7 separate regions of the Mus musculus genome follow, and all the other regions are linked to region 5. Evidence: chromatin contacts called from public HiCAR-type, HiChIP or PLAC-seq and promoter capture Hi-C data. All regions are on one chromosome and are shown on one strand. The core of a region is the stretch at or near the end of the contact, and the rest is flanking DNA. Distances in the headings are between cores, read along the strand shown.

Region 1 (2,700 bases), core at 154-2,653, 2.0 Mb before region 5:
CCTCTCTGTGACTTCATCAAAGGCTCGCTCCCTGTGGCACAATTGTTTTGAGTTCCTTTTCATATCAGGACAAACTCTACCTACATTTCTCTCAGCCTACTTCTAAGTATTCATTTTATAAACTAAATATATGCAGAGATATACTGTGTGCTTTGACATGAGAATTAATATTAACAATTAAAACTAAAAGAAGGGCTGGAGAGATGGCTCAGTGGTTAAGAGCATTGACTGCTCCTCCAGAGGTCCTATGTTCAATTCCCAGCAACCACATGGTGGCTCACAACCATCTGTAATGGGATCAGATGCTCTCTTCCATTGCGTCTGAAGAGAGCGAAAGTGTACTCACATACATAAAATAAATAAATCTTAAAAAAAAAAGACTAGAATAAAACCCACATTAACCTTGTCCTAATTACAAATGTAAGTGAAATCACTTGGCAAATTGCTGCCATCAAAACCTTTTAAGTTTATTGTTATTCAAAAATATTTGATACTTTGGGGAGATACAAATGTGTCTATCTTATTTCTAGCATAGTATGCTCATGTTCTCAGTTTAAACTAGTAGTTCAACATACTTCCAATAAAAATGCTAAAATAAACAAGAAATAAAGGTTGTGTGGAAATGAAGAAAAGGACCAGAATGGTGAACACAATACAGAAGAATCGACTACAATGCTTCCTGACTAACAGTTCTCGGCGAACCTCGGTACGCAAAACAATGCACTATTTGAGGGAAGAAAAATTAACAAGCCCACAAATGCATAAGCAGAAATAAAAACAAAAATATAATCAAAGGATGTCTGACCGAAGAACAAAATAAATTCAAGGAGACAAGTCATCTTTCCCAGAGCTGGTTTTAAACATCTTTGCAAAGAAACTCACTGGACTTTACAAATGTCGTAAAATTAACCTAAAGAGGTTGCCACACTTACATGTGGAAAGCAAAGTTCAGAACTTCTCGAAGACAGCACAAAGAACCTAGACAGCCTTAGTCTAGCAAGCAGCCTTCAGCGCACCACCAAAAGCAGGACGTCCCCGCCAGCCCGGATCGTGACGTCATCCGCGTACTGGCTTCCGCCCATCCCCCGCCCCCCGCAGGGCGGGACCTCCCGCTCAGCGCTGACGCCAAGAGGATCAGGGCGGAAGTACCTACGGACCGCAGGCGGAGGCCCAGGTCGCAGCCCCGACGTCCCCGCGTTCACTGCCCCAACCCCAGGGAGGACCCACCACCCCGGCTCCCGCAGCCCAGCCGGCCGCTCCTCCCATCAGGGGACAGCGGCCCTCGCTCACCATTGCCAGGCTCCGAGCTCACCCGCGCTCCCCCACACAGCTCCAAGCACTGGCTCCCACAACGGCTTTCCTCAGTTTCGGTGAAGAACCTTTAGCTAACATGGCGGCCGAAAAGAACCCGCCCCCCCGCCTCCTAGAAGCTTCTGATTGGACAACCTGTCTGTAGCTCCTGATTGGTTAGAACTGCTCTAGGTGATCTGAGTGACAGGAGTAGCTCCTCTTGCAGTTCCTTAGGCTGTGAGTCTAGAGCCCATTGTTTAGTGTTGCGGTGGCCAGCAGGTGTCAACATAGGTTCATGGCTCTTGTGTACCTCTAGGTGTGCCCTACTGAATGATTCCAGGACCCTGACCAGTGAAAATAGTTAACGATGTCAGGCCAGTTTTGTGACTCTGACTTACCTAGGGACAAGTCCGCTGAAAGAACCAAACTAGTGTTTGGTGATGACAGTTCAGGGGGCACTGTACCATAGCTTCTTCAGAATATTTTTGTTGAGACTCTTCCTTTATTGTGTACAAGAGCCTCAAACTCGTAGTCCGCCTCAGTCAATGTGCCTAAAGCCATTTTTTTTCTTTTCTTTTTTATTGGATATTTATTTACATTTCATATGTTATCCCCTTTCCCGGTTTCCCTCCCTCCAAGAAACACCTTATTACATTCTTCCTCACCCTGTTTCTATGAGGGTGTTACTCCACCCAACCACACACCCACTCCCACCTCCCAGCCATCAATTCCCCTATACTGGGGCATCTATCGAGCCTTCATAGGACCAAGGACCTCTCCTTCCATTGATGCATGACAAGGCCATCCTCTACTTCAGTCCTTTCTCTAACTCCTCTATTGGGGAATCCCATGCTCAGTCCAATGATTGGCTGCCAACATCCATCTCTGTATTTGTAAGAATCTGGCAGGGCCTCTCAGGAGATAGCCATATCAGGCTCCTTTCAGCATGCACTTCTTGGCATCCACAGTAGTGTCTGGGTTTGGTAACTGTATTTGGGATGAATCCCCAGGTGGGACAGACTCTGAGTGCCCTTTCCTGTAGTCTCTGCTCTACACTTTATCTCCATATTTGCTCCTGTGAATATTTTGTTCTCCTTCTAAGAAGGACCGAAGCAACCATACTTTGTTCTTCCTTCTTACTGAGCTTCATGCAGTCTGTGACTTGTATCCTGGTTATTTGGAGCTTTGGAGCTAGTATTCACTTATCAGTGAGTGTATAAAATGTGTTTTCTTTTGCACCTGGGTTACCTCACTAAGGATGATATTTTCTAGTTCTATCCATTTGCCTAAGAATTTCATGAATTCGTTTTTAATAGCTGAGTACTACTCCATTGTGTAAATGTACCACATTTCCTGAATCCATTCCAGATTTGAAGGATCAAATCTTCAAATCAGGGATCAGGGTTGTTT
Region 2 (2,700 bases), core at 119-2,618, 1.8 Mb before region 5:
GGAACTCTGCAGCTATGTAAACCAGGCTAGCCTCAATCTGCCAACCTCTTCCTCCCAAGTGCTGGGTTAAAAGTAGACTGACCAACCAACCCAGCAAGAACTATAATTTTTAACAACAAAAAACAAAACAAAACAAAACCATGCAGGGCAGTGGGAGACAATGCCTTGAATCTTGGCACATGGAAGGCAGAGAGAAGCAGGTGTATGGCTATGATTTCAAGGCCAGCCTCTACAGAGTGAGTTTTAGGCCAAAGCAGACCTAACAAAAAACAAAATAAGCAAAAAAGACAACAACAAAACCCCAACCAAACAAAAAGCAAACACAAAATAGTGATACCCCATAAATATGGCGATAGGAAGCTTCAGAACTGAACGTCATGTTTCCTCAATCTGCACTAAGATTTAAATAATCACAATATAAATCCTAACAACTTATGAAAAATTAAGAAACTGATTCTCAAGTTTATGTGGAGAGTGGAAAAAAACGAAAATGGTCCACACAATTCCAAAGAAACAGCACACAGACTTAAAGTGTATATATATAGTTATAGATATTATATATACACATGTTATATACACACACATATATATATGGGGTGTGTGTGTGTGTGTACCTTTTTTTGACAAAGTAGCAAAGGAAACTCAACAAAGGGCAGAATAGCAAAAGGTTATTAGCAGAACCGATGTCTATAGACAAGAAATTAAATAGAGTTTCACAATGTTGGGGCTGGAGAGATGGTTTAATGGTTGGGAAAACCGGCTGCTCTTCCAGAGGACCTGAGTTCAATTCCTAGTACCAACATGGCAGCTCAACAACAGTTCCAGAGGATCTGACATCCTCACAAAGACATACATACATTTTGGCAAAATACCAATGCACAAAAAATAATAATTTTTTTAAAGTTTAAAATTCACAGTATTAACTCAAGTTGATTGCTTTGACCTAAATGTTACATGAAAATTCAGAACTTCTAGAAAGTAGCAGAAACTAGATGACCTATTGTTTTACAACCTTCTGATGAGATACCCAAAGCAGGACTGTATAAAACGCCTGCCCCAGACAGAGCACCGACTCTTTCCTGCGCGAGGCGGAGCCTCCGCAGGGAGGCTCCGCGCTCTGCGCAGGCGCGGACCACGGCGAAGAGGACACAGGGCCCAGCGCCACACAGCACTGAATGCCGCTGCCGCCCCGCCCCAGCCTCGGGGAGGATCCACCACAGCGGGCAGGGACAGCGGCCCTTGCTCACCATGGCGCGGCTTCCGAACTCGCCCGCGCTCTCCTCACTGGTCCCGGCAGCAGCGCTCACAGCACAACACACCGCACCTCCCTGTGCCGCAGAGCCGAGCCACAATATGGCGGCCGTGAAGAACCCGCCTCTTGCCGCTCTCCAGTAGTCCTGATTAGACGGCACGGTTCTAGAACCTGATTGGCTACCAAAGCCTGAGTGACACTAGCTTCCAAAGCCGAAGTGTGGGATTCAAATGACAGCCATAGCCCCGCCCTCCTTGCTTCTAAGCAGAACTAGCTTCTCCCTGGTAAAGCAGTACTCCATCACCAAGTCGTCACTGTGCACACCGAGTGCTCATTGCAGCAATCCTGCTGCCTCACAATTAGAAAGGTGCTCAGGTCAGTTTTAATTAGAAGGTCAAATTATAACTGGACATGATGTTCTCCAGGCATCAGGAATTTGAGTAAGGAACATCTATGGTTTATACATCTGTCCCAGGTTGCACATTAACACAAGTATTCATTTCCTCTATTTTCATAGCATGTGTGTTCTTCCAGTTAAGATCTCTATCCAGCCGGGCAGTGCAGGCAGTGGTGGCACACACCTTTAATTCCAGCACTTGGGAGGCAGAGGCAGGCAGATTCCTGAGTTCGAGGCCAGAGTGGTCTACAGAGTGAGGACAGCCAAGGCTACACCAGAAACCCTGTCTTGAAAAAACCAAAACAAACAAACAAACAAAAACCAAAAACCTCTCTATCCTTCCATCTCACCCCCGTTTCTCCTCTCCAGGCCTCTACAGACATTCTAATTTAAACAAAAGCAAAAAGAAAAAGAAAAAGAAAATTGAAGACGTGGGTCAAGGAAATGACTTAGTAGGTTAAGCATGAACATAGTAGAAGAAGACCAACTCAGGAAAGTTGTCCTCTGGCCTCCACAAGTGTGTTCTTCACACACACATAAATATACACAGACACACACACACGTACATAGCCACTAAATCATCAGAACATTTTATTATTTAATTTTTGGTTTTTTGAGTTAGAGTTTCTCTGTGTAGCCCTAGCTATCCTGGTGTTTTTGTTTTTGTTTTTTGTTTTTTTGTTTTTTTCCAAGACAGGGTTTCTCTGTATAGCCCTGGCTATCCTAGAACTCACTCTGTAGACCAGGCTAATCTCAAACACAGAGGTCTACCTGCCTATGCTTCACGGGTGCTGGGAAAAAGGCGTTCACCCATTTTTACTAAAGAAGAAGTGGGGGAGTACTGGCAGTAGAAACAATAAGAAGGAAAAACCCAGCAAAGCTAATGGAGTCAATGAACAGATCAGTGAGTGGTGTTCAGTCGTGTAATGATTAGTCTTGATTGTCAAAGTGATAGGAGCAACCCTCCAGCATGTATGTAAGGGTGTTTCTAAATAGGGTAGTTGAGATAGGAAGGCTCTTCCTAAAAGTGGGCAGTATCATTACCTAGACC
Region 3 (2,982 bases), core at 446-2,945, 1.7 Mb before region 5:
TTAGAAACCACTGGGAAAAGTTAGCACCTGTGGGGAACAGGGTAGGAAGGGCTCGACACCACACCAAGACACAGAGCTGGACGAAATACTGCACGCCTTTTGTCCCAGTGCTCAGGAGGCAGAGGCAGGTGGATCTCTGTAAGTTTGAGGCCAACCCGGTCTACAGAGCGAGTTCCAGGACAGCCAGGGCTACAAAGAGAAACCCTGTCTCATGGGGAAAAGAAACGAAAGCCGTCAGGCTGCTCAGTCAGGAAGATGGGACCACAGGTGCGGGGTAGGAGACCTGCAGGAAGGAGGAGTGTGTGGTGGGGGATGGAGAAGGCACGGGCCACCTGGCCAGCTTCTGGCACAGCACATCCAGCTTGTGCTCAGCGTGGGAAAAGGCCCAGACACAGTGGCACAAACTTGAATCCCAGCACTTGGAGGGTGAGGCAGGACTCTCACTAGTCCTGCTTTCTGAAATTCTGTTTCAAAAACAATGCTGGAGGGATGTGAGATGTCTCAGTGGCTAAGAGCCAGAACTGCTCCTGCAAGGGGCCTGAGTACAGCTCCCAGCACCCACGCTGGGCAGTTCCAGCTTCAGGGGACCCAATGTCTATTTCCTGTACAGACACCTTCACAATAAATTCACAGACATGCCTTAAGAGTCGACAAACTGCTGCCTTTGCAATCAGTTTAATTCCTAGAACCTGCAGAGGTGGGGTGGGGTGGATAAACAGCTGGGCACAGCAGGTGTGTCTGTGACCCAAGCACTGTCAAGGGACATGCAGGAGGATCTGTGGACTTGCTGGCCAGCCAGCCTAGACAATCAATAGTCTAGGTTTAGTGAGAGACTCTTAAATAATAAGATGGAGGAGACTAGAGGAAGGCAGACCTGATGGGAGCCTCTGGCCTCCACTCATAGGCATCACTGTGGAGAGAGAGGCTCAGTCCCACTTTGGTCGGACAGCCATGGTTGCTGCCTCTGCAGGGGTGGGTGGGGTGCTGATCTTTTCCCTGTCTTCACCTGAAGCTATGATAGCAGGGACAGTGAGCAGTCCTAGAGAACCCAACCAAGGGGCAGCGCTGACCCTGGTGCAGAGTGGATGCGAGCTGGGGGAGCAGCCCCCCCCCTCCCCCCCCGCCACTTGGGGCCTGATATTGGGAGGTCCCACTCAATTCCAGCTCCTAGGACAGGAGCAGCCAAGCTTAGATCTCTTTTCAGGTCCAGTGTTGAAGGGAATTAAGCCTGAAAATCCCAAATTACTTCTAGAAAGGCAAGAAACCATCCAGCTAAGGCACCCGGGTGCCCTCCCCATCACTTGTTCACAGGCATCATGCATACATTCTGTACTCCAAAATGTGCCAGGGGCTTTGGCAAGGCATCCTGAGCCCCCTGTGGCTCCCAGTGGCAGTAGATATTCAAAGCCTCTGTGTGACTCCAAGCCCCTGACCACATCTCAAACAATTTCTCTCTGACAATAGAGAACCTGGTGGGTGACTATGAGGGCTGGCTTGCCTGGAATGCAGTTTCCTTGGCAACTCAGCTTTGGATGCACCTGCAAGCTCCCAGCAGACCTTAAGCCCCAGACTCACCTGCCTCCTGCCTGCCACCCTGGCCGCGACCCCTTGTCACCCACTGACCTGAGAAAGCGCCTCTCCTCTGGCAACTGGACAGGGCCCGTGTTGTTGTGCACACTGCTGCTCATGGTCGCATGGGCAAGCTGGCTCCGCGCTGCCTTTTAAGTGTGGCCCGGAGGCGGAGCCCTGTGACTAGGCACCTGCTAATCTGAGGCCACTAGGAGGCGCTCCATACAGCCATTGGCCAAAGCACGGGGTGACTTAACTCTGTGATGACTGGGCCGCGGGCCCAGCGATTAAGGATCCACGATAGAGTCACTATAGAGTCAACATTTTATTTGACCACTCTTTATTATGTGCGTTGGCTCAGGCCCTAAGTGTACCAGGTGAAGCCGAAGTTGGCATTGCTCATCTCCTCCTTGGTGCGCAACCCATACATCTCGCCAATGAGGGGTGGCACCCATCGTGTGGTATGGAACACAGACTCGCCCACCTTCCAGTTGGGCACATCCTTCATGATGATGGCTTCCTCCTCCAGGTTTTCCCGGAGAATCTGCAGGGTCCTGTGGCCACGAGGCATGGCTAAGCTCAAGGCAAACCATTGTCCCTTCCTCCCAGTCCCTGATAGCTCCACTGGACCTCCCACCCTAGCCTACCTCCGGTCCTTCTCTGCCTGGAAGAGCGGCATGAGGGCGATCCTGGCCTCCAAGTCCTCAATCAGCAGGCGCCTGGAAAATCAATACCCAGTGGGGTCAGATGTGGCCATTGGGAGAGTGTGGGACACAGACGTGACAGGGCCACAGGGCGCTGGTGGGGCTGGTGGGGAGGGGGAAGCTGGGGCCAATGCTGGCCACCTGAGTTGGGACAGGAGGGCAAGCTAGGGCACAGCTGGCACAGGCAGGCAATAGCAGCCATAAAACTGCCAGCTTCACACTTTCCTTTCAAATAAACATTTTTTAAAAATCCTAAAAATAGCCCTGCTTGATGCTCTGGATGGAGGGGGACACTCATCACTAGGCTCTGGGCTTTACAAAACCAATTCCCTTTGTTCTCAAAATAGCAGGGGGCTGGGCCTGCAGGGCCTTCTTCCACTGTTCTTATTTATCCCCACAGGGAGTCGAACTTCTCAACTTCAGGGGCTGAGGAAACGGGAACCCAGGAAGGAATCTTTCCAGGGAAACTTTTCATCTATGACACTCACGGTCTTGGGCTCTCTGGTACCTGCCACCATGTACCAAGGCCAAGCCCACCACCTGCTGGTTACCACCCACAGTGCCAGCTGTGAAGCCCAAGTCCAACAGCTGAAGGCCTGGTCTCAGCGTTTTACTTCAGGACAGGAAGTAGGAGTTCCCTCATCCTCACAGAACCCCTCCATGGTGGTGAGCAGGGCCTACCTGCGCTCCTGGTTCCACCTCATCATTC
Region 4 (2,994 bases), core at 439-2,938, 1.9 Mb before region 5:
TGAAGGGAGAAATGTTTAATTGTATTAGAATCTCAAAATAAAATTGTTAAGTATAACACATAAAATACAAGTCTTTTCAAATAGGAAATTCCAAGACCAACAAAAACTCAAGGAAATAATAAGAAAACTTCTTGGGGCTGGGGAGATAGCTCAGCGGGTAAGACCACTAACTGCTCTTCTGAAGATCCTGAGTTCAAATCCCAGCAACCACTGGGATGTGTTCTGGTGAGTCTGAAGACAGCAACAGTGTGCTTATTTATAATAATAAATAAATCTTTTTTAAAAAAATCTTCTTGAATACAAGATTAACACAAGAAGTCCATCTTCCAGTATAATAGCAATGAGCAACTGAATGGTTAGCAATTTCCCCGAGTATGTAGCACCACAGCTCAAAGGAGACACAAAGAGAAGCATATACTAAATTTCACAAAGATCCTTGGATGAAGATAAATTTCTTTTTCAAAAATGAATCAAGCCAGGCACGGTGGCACAGGTCTTTAATTCCAGCACTTGGGAGTCAGAGACGAGGGATCTCTGTGAACTCAAGGCCAGCCTGAGCTACATGGCAAATTCCCATACAGCCAGGAATACATAGAGCAGTCACTCTAAACCTTCCTAACGCTGCGGCCCTTTGATACATTTCCTCATGTTGAGGTGACTCCCAACCAAAAAATTATTTTTGTTGCTATGTTATAATTGTAATGTTGTAACTGAGCAGTATCTCAGTTCCTAAAGCCATTGGGAATTAGTGTTTTCTGATTGTCTTAACCGAAAGGTAAAGAACCACTGACACAGAGAGATCCAGTGTCCAGAAAAAAGAAAAAAAAAATCAAATAAGAATATGCACTGGCCTAGTAAATAGAAGACAACACCAAGATGTTGCTTTCCTCAATTTACACTATAAATTCAAAACACAATCCCAACAAGAATGCTAACATCTTGTGTAACAGCAGAAAGCCGTTCTAAGGTTTATATGTAAAGGGGGAAAAAAAACCCTCAACGTTCCAGACAATTCTAAATAAATAGTACACAAATAAAAGATTTTATCTTTACAAAGAAATTTAATGATCATAATAGTGTACGAATATTTGGAAACTAATTTATCTACAAAACAGTATAAAAAAAGAACCTCACAAAATAGTCAATGTTCTTTTAAAAGAGCAAATTAAACTCAGGAGAGTAATTGTCTTCACAAATACTATCCAACATAGGCATAAATAAGCAAAAACTTAAGAGTTTACAACTCCCACAAAAGTATTTCAAAGTGGACTCTCCACCAATATGTGAAGACAACTCAGGGGAACCGGCAGGACCTTGAGTTCAGCAAACAGCCTCAGGGTACAACACAAAAACCACTTCGTGGCCGTGACGTCACCGACACGGAGGGCGGGGCCTCCCCTGCGGCGCCCTGAGCTCTGCGCAGACGCGGCCGAAGGGCGGAGCGACACAGCCGCAGCGACCTAGTCGCCGCCAACCGCAGCGGGCCTAACGCCGCACAAGCGAAGAGCTACCGATAGCTGCCACTCCTCTCCACCTGGGACAGCGGCCCTGCGCTCACCATGTCGCGGCTTCCGAGCTGCCCGTGCTCCCCTCACAGCGGCGGCCACAGCGCAGCACACGCACCCACGGGGCCTCCCTGAGCCACGGAGTTCAGTCTACAACACGGCGGACAGAGAAAATCCGCCTCCCACTGCCCTACCTCGCTCTTGATTGAGTGGTGTAAGCTTGAAGGCCCTGATTGGCTAGGTCCGCCCAGCGACTGCTGATTGACAGCAGGAGCTGAAGTGATGACCAGGCAGTCTCTGCCCTGGACTGCCTGCCTTTTACTCCAGCATATGGTCAGGAGAATTTACATTGACGCAGAACTTGTTCTTGTTCTTGGAGAGCTGGGCCCTGCTGTCTCAGTGAACTCGGCAAGCACTTCCTAGTCTAACAGGGTACCAGATGGTTCTCGTAAGCAGTCCAGTTACCAACTCAGTGTCTAATACAATGGCCCCTGTGCCTCAGACCTAGGAGGCCAGTCAGACCACTCTGGTTCCAGTTGATACTGAGAGGTTGAGAGCACATGCTGCTCTTCAGAGGACCCAAGTTCAATTTCCAGAACCCACATCGGGTGACTCCAAACTGTCTGCAAATACGGCTGCTTAGAGAACCCAGGACCACCAGTCCAGGGATGGCCCCAGCCACAATGGGCTTTCCCCCCATTAATCTCTAATTTTTAAAAATGACCTCACAGGCTTGCTTACAGCCCAAGCTCATGGAGACATTTTCAATTGAGGCTCCCCACTCTGATGACTCAAGCTTGTGTCAAATTGACATAAAACTAGCCTGCACAAATAAACATACCCAATGCAAACAAACAGACAAAATTAGAGTTGATAAAAAAAAAAACAGGAGCTGGAGAGATCGCTCAGTGATTAAGGGCACTTGCCTGACATAGTTACATTTCTGTTGCTATGATAAAACTTCATGATTGAAGTGACTTATAAAACAGTTTAACCAGGCTTAGAGGTGCAGTGTGTAACAGTCCATGCTGGTATTGTTAAGGCTTGGCCACAGGCTGAGGACTCACACCTTAATCCACTGAGAATGGCACAAGTCTTTTAAAACCTCGAAGACCACCTCCACCACCAAGGCTGCACCCAATTCTTCCCAAACAGTTCCATCACTGGGGACCAAACACTGAAACATGGCCTATGGAAGCCATTCTCATTCAAACCACCTCCTTCCACTCCCTGGCCCCCATAGACCATACTATAATGCAAAATGCATTTGGTTCTCCGTCAAAAGTCCCCATAGACTTTCACAGTCTCAACATTATTTAAAGGTCCAAATATCTTCTAAGGCTCAAGACAATTCTCTCCTTGGCGGATGTCTCATGGCTCTAGGATCTCCACTGAAATCCAGGTTTGAATTCCAAAATGACTCACAATAGCTTCTCAGTACCTTCCATGCAGGGACTACACTGCCATACACTCTCCATAGTTACAGACT
Region 5 (2,791 bases), core at 225-2,724:
GAAAAACAGAACAAAACAAAAAAGCCTGGAAGAGTTCCCATGGAAACATGATCAGTGTCTCCAGAAAACCTACTCAACTGGGTTCAAATGGGAATCACTCCTTTTACAGAAGGACATTGTGGGTGGTGGTTGTACACACCCTTTCTCATTCTCCCTTCCCCCACCGTGATGTCACTCAATCCTTGGGGCCAGTCAGCGAGTGCAGCTCCCCAGTAAAACTACCCATCTTTAATATAATCGAATCTGGCATAAATTGGCTCATTTCACCAGTGGTGGAGAAATAACCTATCAGGAGATGTCTTGTGGACCCTAGGGTCCTCTAGAGGCTAGGGACCAGAGTAGGAAAATCTATGTGGATTTTACCAGTCTGCTGGCCTGGTGGTATATGCCTGTCCCAGAACACAGGAGAATGAAGCAGAAGTATAGCTGTGAATTTATAGAGTGAGCTTGCCGAGTAAGAACCTGTTTTAAAAACAAACCAGGAGAAATGGGCTAGTGGGATGGTTCTGTAGGTAAAGGTGCTCAGACCTGAGTGGTGTTCTATTTCCAACACCACACAGTGGTTGACAACTATCCGCAACTCCAGTTCTAGAGGAGTTGATGCCCTCTTTTAACCTCCTTGGAGAACAGGGACACACACACACACACACACACACACACGTTATACAGCCGTACATGTAGGCAAAACACTGAAACACAGAAAATGAAAACAACAGTAAGAGCAGGAAGGGGCGCACACAAGCCATTTTTTTTTTTAAGATTTATTTGTTATTATAACAATAGTACACTGTAGCTGTCTTCAGACACACCAGAAGAGGGAGTCAGATCTTGTTACGGATGGTTGTGAGCCACCATGTGGTTGCTGGGATTTGAACTCTGGACCTTCGGAAGAGCAGTCGGGTGCTCTTACCCGCTGAGCCATCTCACCAGCCCCACACAAGCCATTTTTAAGAAGGCCAGAGGGCAATACAATTTGGGGACTGAGGATTCTGGATCCTCAGACATGGTAGCAAGCGATTTTACCCACTGAGCCATTTCGCTGGCTTTTTTTTTTTTTAATGATTTTTCGAGACAGGCTTTCTCTGTGTAGCCCTGGCTGTCCTGGAACTCACTCTGTGGACCAGGCTGGCCATGACCTCAGAAATCCGCCTGCCTCTGCCTCCCAAGTGTTGGGATTAAAGGCGTGGGCCACCACTGCCCGGCTCGATGGCTTCTTAAATGGAGCAACGAACAAACAAAAATAACCATGTCGCAACCTTGGAAACTGAGATGACATGGTTCTAAATAGAAGAAGCTTCTGTAAAGAGCCACCGCGTGAGATTAGAGGGCTCCAAAACAGAACACTCTCAGGGCGTGGTCAAAGAACTGTCTGTGTCTTTAAAGCTCGAGCTAGGGGCGGGGCTTCCGGAACCTCCCCGCAAGTGACGTCTTGTGACCGGGTTATTGCGGTCGGCGGAAAGCAGTGGAAGCTTTTAAAGGCGTAGCCTTGTCATGCCTCTCTCCAGGACTCACAGTATGACCCGCGGGCCACTTCCCTTTAAGGAGCGTGTCAGGGGTGGGACCTGGATGTGTCCTTCCCGCCGCCGACTCCTTTAAGGCGCGGCCCTCGTCCCCCGGCAGAAAAGCTGCTTAAAGGCGACGCGTGGCGCGATGGCGGCGTTGCCACGCGGGTCACGCGGGCTGCCGCTGCTGCCACTGCTCCTACTGCTGCCGCCGCTGGGCGGCCCGCGCGGCGCGGACGGCTACTTTCCAGAGGAGCGCTGGAGCCCCGAGTCCCCGCTACAGGCGCCGCGCGTGCTCATCGCGCTGCTGGCGCGGAACGCGGCACCCGCGCTGCCCGCCACGCTGGGCGCCCTGGAGCAGCTGCGCCACCCACGGGAGCGCACGGCGCTGTGGTGAGCTGCGGGCCCTTGCGCGGTGCACCGGGACTAGGCGGGACTCAAGTCTCTACCGGAGGGAGGTTGCTATGCACTTGGGCTCGGCTGTGCGCTGCGGAGACTCGGTCCTCTTTCTGAGGACCTGAGTTATGTACCCCAGGGATTACGCACTTGAGGGGGCTCGGCTCTATATCCATAGTGCCCGGGCTCGTCCCCACTGCGGCTTGGGACCCCAAGCTGCTGCCTCCTCCCCTCAGGTACTTAGGAATCTGTTCTGATTTGCTGCCAGCCCTCACAGCGAGCTACCATCCTAGAACCTCTGACTCCTTAGAATGGGCCAGGCTGGTGCTTCCAGACCCTTATAGCGAACTCCGGGACTTCCAGATAAGATTCCTGAGGCTCGGGCCAGCATTCCACGCTAACAAAGTTAATGAACTTATCTTTGTGACAGGGTCTCACACCAATGTGCTTTCCAAACCAGCAGGTTCTGTTCAGTTGTGTACTAGTGAGCTGGGTGTCATCTTTACTCCCCTGTCACCGATGGATGGGCAACAGGCTTGGAGTGTAGCGAGTTTTATCCAGGGTGTTATAGCTGATGGGTCTGAGCCAGGTTGGGAAACCCCCAGTGCCATCATCTTGTCCTGTCTGTGCTCACAGGGTGGCCACAGATCACAACACTGACAACACTTCAGCCATACTTCGAGAGTGGCTGGTGGCAGTGAAGGGTTTATACCACTCTGTGGAGTGGCGACCGGCAGAGGAACCCAGGTGAGCCTCAAATCCCCGACTGGAGTACTGAAGCTTGGGAAGGTAGGATCTAGAATGCTCCAGTTCTATCGTCAGCTTCCCCACCAGGTCCCTATCCTCTCAGCAGACCTTTGTCCCGTTGTCCTTCACTCCATTGTGCAACTTTG
Region 6 (2,830 bases), core at 34-2,533, 1.8 Mb before region 5:
CTTCCTTCTTGACAGTTCAAGCTGGTCATCGGCCAGGTCCTGGCCCTGGACTTCTGCCTGGCACTCCTGGCTGACCGTGTCCTACAGTTCTTTTTGGGGACTCCGAAGCTGAGAGTGCCTTCCTGAGAAGATGGTGCTGGTATCCACTGCCTACCCTGGCTGCCACTGAACAGGAAAACCGCCGCTGCCCCAGGAGGGAGCACTGCTCCCATCTCCACAGTGAGGCAGCCCTGCCTTGCTCTTGGAAGACTGAGTTGGGACCCTTGTGGGCATCCGCTGGCCGGGCTAGTAGAAGAGTCCTGGCTAGCACCTTTGGTAAATAAATCGGCGTCTGCAATTTTATAAAGCTTGCTGCCACTTATATCTGTGCCACACAGGGCCCCCTGGGAATTGGAGGGGCCAGGTGGTCACTCAAGGGCCTAGGATTACCACAGGCCCAGAGGAGAGAGACACCCTCTGCGGGCGTTCCTGGACCTAGGACCTCAGGTTTTCTAGTGTCGTGCACATCCTCTCTCTTGTCAGGCGCACTGTCACTGGCCACCGTGGATAGCCTCCTTACATGCATGGAGGTCACAGTGCAAGGTGTTTGTGGCCTTGCCTGCCCTAAAACCACTGACTGCTTTGAAAGGGAGCCGACCACCTCAGGAGCCTCACCCACTTAGACAGTGGTTTGCACTTTTACTTGAAGATTTATTCTCTCTTCATGCTGAACCAGAAAAGAAGACATCAGATCTCATTATAGATGGTTGTGAGTCACCATGTGGTTGTTAGGGATTGAACTCAGGACCTCTGGAAAAACAGACAGTGCTCTTAACTGCTGAGCCATCTCTCCAGCCCTGGTGTGCATCATTAATCTCAGCAGGCAGAGGCAGGGGATCTCTGAGTTGGAGGCTAATCAGTCCCACACACCAAATAAACCAAGCCAGGCCACATAGTGAGACACTTGTCTCCAAAACAACAAAACAAACAAAATAAGCCTGCCCTGGAGATTTGGGGTTTATTGCAGTCCTTCATTGCAGTTCTTCACAGGAGTGCCCTGGATCTAAAAGCCTAGGCGGGGAGTTAAATCTAGTCGCTGGGTGTGGAATGTTCTGGGGCAGACATCCCCGGCTTGCTGGAAGAGTGCTACAGGGACTTAGGGTGCTACAGAAATCTACAGAAGGGACCCCTGGCTCGCTGGGGCTCCTCTACTGGGGTAAACTCTGGAAGCTAGTCAAATGCGATGGCGACTTCCGGGAGGGGCGTGGTCGTCTCGAGGCGTGGCATAGCTGGGGCGGGGCGACACCACTGGGTCGGCAGAGGCAGGAAATCGGGCTGGTCCCGGGCGGCGCGCAGCCCTGTCCCTTTCTCAGCATTGCCGCGCGTTCCCCACCCCACCCCCTGCCCCCGGGCATCGCCATGGACTCAGCGGAGACAGGTACGGGGTGGGGACCGAAGGGGGGGGGCCTCCCACCACCGCTCCTCAGTTCCTAAACCAGAAAACCCAACTTACCCCTGAGCTATCTGACAGCCGGGAAAGGAGTACTGACAGGGGAAGGAACGAGGGGATCCCCGAGCACCTTGGAGACCCCTGAAGCGCACAGTGCTCACGACGCCAGCCTTCAGCCCTCGGATTGCCCGCCAGAGCGGGCACCCCGGATGCCTGGGGGAAGGGGCCCAGGAAGGGGAAGTGGCCGCTTCTGCTTCTGATCGTAGGATGGATGGGGGCAGGGTGTCATGGCCAATATTCCTGCAGGTAGCCCCGAGGCATCAGGCTAGGGGGCGGCGGCAGAATTGTGGCTAGAACTGGGTTATGTTTCCGGCTGTCTTTGTGTATCGAGTGTCATTCAGTCCTGTCCCTCGTGGTTTCAGCGGTACTCGCGTGTGTTTATACCGCAGGCTAAGTGCCTGTGTGTCCCACGTGCTTTTCCATCTGTCTGGCCTGGGGTCCATGTGGCTCCATTGTCAAGCCAGCCCTCTACTCCAGCATTCATATGGCAGCTGCATCTGTTTCCTTCCTTTGCTTATGGGTCCTCCCATGCATGGTGTCCCTGTGGCTGTGAGCAAACGCTTCTCTGAGATTTTACCTGGATCCATCTGTGGAATCAGAAATGACCCCACCGAAGCGCTCTCTCTCTCTCTCTCTCTCTCTCTCTCTCTCTCTCTCTCTCTCTCTCTCTCTCTCTCTCTCTCTCTCTCTCTCTCTCTCTCTCTCTCTCTCTCTCTCTCTGTCCCCCTCCCTCCCCCCTCCTTCTCTCCCCTCTCCGCCCGCCCCCCTTCCCACCTCTGCTTGAGAGTGGTTGTTGAGGTACATTCGGATTGCTTTGCCACTACTAATGGGTGGAGAGAGACACTGGTTGGCTCATGTTTTCTTACACTTCCCTCCCCCAGAGCTAACCCCAGCTCCTGAGGGCAGGAAGAGATACAGTGACATCTTCCAGAGCCTGGACAACCTCGAGATATCATTGGGGAACGTGTGAGTCTGAGCCTGTGTCACCACATTGGGCAGAGCTCCCTAATTATTTGGGTATCATGCTGCCCCACATCCAGACACCCTGACTTCCAACCTCCTGAGCCTAAGACAGGAGCCCCCCCCTCCAAACAACTGGGCCCTCTGGTATTCTAGATACATAGGTATTTGGGGGTCTATCTTAAAGACAGATGATCCTGAGACACACACATGCAACTTCATGATTCCTTTAAAAATGGTAGAAGCAGCTATGAGTGTCAATTCCGTAAGCCCCTAAATTGCCTATGGCCCTTCCAACCCTTTCTCAAGTCTTACTTTTAGGAAAGAACCTCACCTGGGGATGTAGCAGGTGCATAACATTCACAAGGCCCAGGATTTAAT
Region 7 (2,801 bases), core at 223-2,722, 1.5 Mb before region 5:
CTGGATGGCCTGGCAAGGAAGGCCCTGCATTTCTGGGCTGGCAGGGCATCCCTCCTGATGTGACCCAGTTACCCTGCCAGGCCTGCTTCCTGGGGCGGACTTAGGAGACACCGGTGGGATGCTAAGGAACCCTCTGGCGCTCACAGAAAGAGGAAAGATCAGAGGCCATTCAACCCAGAGGCTGCTCTGTCTTGGGAGTCTTCATTCAGAGAGCAGGCTGGGGTTCCACCCTCTCCCCAAAGCTGCTGCAGACCAGTGGGAAGTGGCTCCCTAGCTCTCATTCAAACCTGTTGTCTGTGTCACCTGATTCTATGTTTTTGCTAATCCCTGGCCTGGAACTCTTTCTCTTCCAGAAAGCCCTTCCTTTAGAAAGTCTCCCTGCTTCTTCAGTCTCTTTGTTCCTGTGACTCATCCCTGAACCCATGATGTTTGGGGTGTCTATGTCTGGTTTTGTTTGCTCCCACTGGGACACACTCCTCTGCATCCTCTGAAATCCACCTTACACCATTCTTTGACCAAGTCTTCCATAACATGTTAGGAAAGCATTCGCTGAGAGACTGATTTATCCTTCGCGCTGGTGATGGGACCCAGTGCCTTGCACTTTCTGGGCAGCCTGCTATTGAGCTCCTTAGCTGAGGAGATGGCTCAGTTGGTAAAGTAGCTGACCCTGATGACTCAAATGCAATCCCCAGGACCCATGCGGTGAAAGGAGAAAGCTAACTCCTACACGTTATGCTCTAACTTCCACATATTAATAAAAGTAATACAAAAAGTAGACTCTGGAAAATGTTTGAGAGCACTTCCTGTTCTCGCAGAGGACCTACAGTCGGTTTCCAGCAGCCTCACTGGAAGTGGTGGTACAGGAGATCCCATGTTCTCTTCTGGATGGACAATTACCAGACATGTATAGTATACAAACACTCAAGCAAAACACTCATTACACATTAAAGTGTTTTTAATTAAAAAATATACTTTAATCCCAATACGGGGCGTGAAGGTGCATGCCTTTAATCCCAGGGCTCAGGAGGCAGAGGCAGGAGGATTTCTGGGAGTCTAGGCGGCCATTACCTGCGAGGCAAATTCCGGGCAGCCAAATCTACACGAGACCCTGTCTCAAAAATATATTAGGCAGATCTGCTACTGTCCATGTTAGCATGAAACGTAAGCCCTGCAGGAGATGGATTTAGGGTCGGAGCAGGACGCAAGGGCTGGGGGTGACTGATGCACCCAGTAGCACGGCCTCTTCAACATTTATTTTGGCCTCTTTGGAAGGCAATGGGGTGCAGGGCTCCCAAGCTGCATCCACGGCGAGCAAGGCCTTCTGCAGGTAGACATGATCACAGGAAGGCCATGGGAACATTTTGTAGCCACTAGGTGTGTAGTTCAACAGAACCAGAAACCTCAGTGTGAGGGCCCTTTAAGAGGCGAAGGGGAGGTGCCATAAACCCCGCCCCGGCCCCGCGAACGGAACAGTGTCTGTGTAGCACTGCGCGTGCGCTATCCGCACGCGGTTCCGGGTTCGTAGATCTGCAGAGCCGCTGGGGCTCGGTTGGTTTAGAAAGCTGCTTTTAGTGTTCCTCCGGTTCCCAGATCGCCCACCTTGTCATATAGAGGTGGCCGGGGGTAGGGAGTGTGGCCGCTAGATCAAGTTGGGAGTGGCAGCGCCGGGCTTCGAACTCGCGTTCCGCGAGTCATCCTAGAACTGTGATGACTCAGTCTTTGGTTTGTCCGGACACTGTGAGCAGGTGAGACTCAGTGTAGATCTGGGCGCGGGGGCGGAAGAACTGGGAGCTGAGTTGTGGAGACGAGGCCCAGATGGCAGCTAGCTGGGGTCCAGAATCAGGAACCTGGAGCAGCCTGGGGGCGGAGCCAGGTGGTAGAGTCCCGTGGTTTAAGTGGTGTGTTGCCTGGTGCATCTGTTCCCTGGCTGGGGGTGCGGTCTGGTAGTTAAGTTCCTGGCTGTTGGTAGCAGAGTTCTTGGGTGTGGGGCCGGCCGGCCTGGTGGGTGGCTCACAGCAAGGATGTCCAAGTGTTGAGGCCCCTAACCTGGTCCTGTCCTGCAGGGTCAGTTCTGTGCTCAATCGCAACAGCCGGCAATTTGGAAAGAAACATCTTTTTGACCAGGATGAAGAGACGTGCTGGAACTCTGACCAGGTGAGGTGCTTCTATACCCCTTCATTCCAAGTGTAGGGGTGTAGAAGATGCAAGGTTACAGGGTGCCTTGAGATCTCTGGGGAGACTAGAAAGCACAGTGTGCTTGTACCCTTCCTGTGCTGGCCGTGGCAGTGACACTTGAAAGATGAACAGACAAAAAACAAACAAACAAAAAAGGCGGGCAGTGGTGGCACACGCCTTTAATCCCAGCACTTGGGAGGCAGAGGCAGGTGGATCTCTGAGTTCGAGGCCAGCCTGGTCTACAAAGTGAGTTCCAGGACAGCCAGAGCTACACAGAGAAACCCTGTCTTGGGGAAAAAAAAAAGAAAGAAAGATGAACAGAACATCATAGGGCCCTAACCTTGCAGTTACCAAGTGCCTCAGTTTATCCCTCTGCTTCCAGGGCCCCTCCCAGTGGGTGTCACTCGAGTTTCCCCAGTGTGTTCAGATCACACAGCTGCAGGTGCAGTTCCAGGGTGGCTTCTCCAGTCGCCACAGCTGCCTGGAAGGTACAAGAAAGCTGAGAGGTGGGGTGTCCACAGGGTTCCCTGGATTCTTAGCCCATTTCTCCATTGCAGGTTCACGGGGTGGGGAGGCACTCAGCAAGATTGTAGATTTCTACCCTGAGGACACCAATGCCCTTCAGA

What was found. Promoter capture Hi-C pulls out the DNA fragments that hold promoters and counts their contacts. HiCAR-type assays count read pairs that join an accessible place to other places. HiChIP or PLAC-seq counts read pairs in DNA pulled down with a chosen protein or histone mark.
Region 1: a contact with region 5 is called in a promoter capture Hi-C map of erythroid cells, with 5 times the contacts expected there. The contact joins the promoter of Zfp868 here to the promoter of Colgalt1 in region 5. A contact is called at or near these places in 2 of 39 promoter capture datasets (erythroid cells and neutrophils).
Region 2: an HNF4G HiChIP or PLAC-seq map of pancreatic cancer cells shows a contact between it and region 5. The contact joins the promoter of Zfp866 here to the promoter of Colgalt1 in region 5. A contact is called at or near these places in 1 of 39 promoter capture datasets (liver) and 1 of 115 datasets of contacts at active chromatin or transcription factors (pancreatic cancer cells).
Region 3: a HiCAR-type map of astrocytes shows a contact between it and region 5, with 4 times the contacts expected there. The contact joins the promoter of Yjefn3 here to the promoter of Colgalt1 in region 5. A contact is called at or near these places in 1 of 39 promoter capture datasets (hippocampal neurons) and 2 of 115 datasets of contacts at active chromatin or transcription factors (astrocytes and embryonic forebrain).
Region 4: a promoter capture Hi-C map of liver shows a contact between it and region 5, with 5 times the contacts expected there. The contact joins the promoter of Zfp963 here to the promoter of Colgalt1 in region 5. A contact is called at or near these places in 4 of 39 promoter capture datasets (cranial neural crest, hippocampal neurons and liver) and 1 of 115 datasets of contacts at active chromatin or transcription factors (astrocytes).
Region 6: a contact with region 5 is called in a promoter capture Hi-C map of pre-B cells, with 4 times the contacts expected there. The contact joins the promoter of Gmip here to the promoter of Colgalt1 in region 5. A contact is called at or near these places in 4 of 39 promoter capture datasets (hippocampal neurons, liver and pre-B cells) and 1 of 9 other capture datasets (liver).
Region 7: a contact with region 5 is called in an H3K27ac HiChIP or PLAC-seq map of embryonic stem cells, with 2.8 times the contacts expected there. The contact joins the promoter of Nr2c2ap here to the promoter of Colgalt1 in region 5. A contact is called at or near these places in 1 of 39 promoter capture datasets (pre-B cells), 1 of 115 datasets of contacts at active chromatin or transcription factors (embryonic stem cells) and 2 of 9 other capture datasets (adipose tissue and liver).

Annotation. Positions count from the first base shown.
Region 1 is chr8:69,624,145-69,626,844 of GRCm38.p6, forward strand. It overlaps Zfp868 (zinc finger protein 868), which reads right to left and starts at 1,404. Exons shown (of 5, transcript NM_172754.2): 1 at 1,291-1,404.
Region 2 is chr8:69,773,543-69,776,242 of GRCm38.p6, forward strand. It overlaps Zfp866 (zinc finger protein 866), which reads right to left and starts at 1,369. Exons shown (of 4, transcript NM_177899.3): 1 at 1,248-1,369. The coding sequence starts at 1,250.
Region 3 is chr8:69,892,288-69,895,269 of GRCm38.p6, forward strand. Yjefn3 (YjeF N-terminal domain containing 3) reads right to left here and starts at 1,696. Exons shown (of 6, transcript NM_001353930.2): 1 at 1,624-1,696. The coding sequence starts at 1,688. Ndufa13 (NADH:ubiquinone oxidoreductase subunit A13) reads right to left here. Exons shown (of 5, transcript NM_001382215.1): 3 at 2,955-2,982; 4 at 2,217-2,288; 5 at 1,882-2,123. The coding sequence ends at 1,934.
Region 4 is chr8:69,748,274-69,751,267 of GRCm38.p6, forward strand. Zfp963 (zinc finger protein 963) reads right to left here and starts at 1,689. Exons shown (of 4, transcript NM_001200023.1): 1 at 1,559-1,689. The coding sequence starts at 1,561.
Region 5 is chr8:71,609,550-71,612,340 of GRCm38.p6, forward strand. Colgalt1 (collagen beta(1-O)galactosyltransferase 1) reads left to right here and starts at 1,475. Exons shown (of 12, transcript NM_146211.3): 1 at 1,475-1,895; 2 at 2,535-2,645. The coding sequence starts at 1,651.
Region 6 is chr8:69,807,404-69,810,233 of GRCm38.p6, forward strand. Gmip (Gem-interacting protein) reads left to right here and starts at 1,284. Exons shown (of 21, transcript NM_198101.1): 1 at 1,284-1,417; 2 at 2,371-2,455. The coding sequence starts at 1,399. Atp13a1 (ATPase type 13A1) reads left to right here. Exons shown (of 26, transcript NM_133224.2): 26 at 16-346. The coding sequence ends at 126.
Region 7 is chr8:70,129,855-70,132,655 of GRCm38.p6, forward strand. Nr2c2ap (nuclear receptor 2C2-associated protein) reads left to right here and starts at 1,473. Exons shown (of 5, transcript NM_001025586.2): 1 at 1,473-1,745; 2 at 2,064-2,154; 3 at 2,558-2,663; 4 at 2,733-2,800. The coding sequence starts at 1,708. It overlaps Rfxank (regulatory factor X-associated ankyrin-containing protein), which reads right to left. Exons shown (of 9, transcript NM_011266.2): 9 at 952-2,801.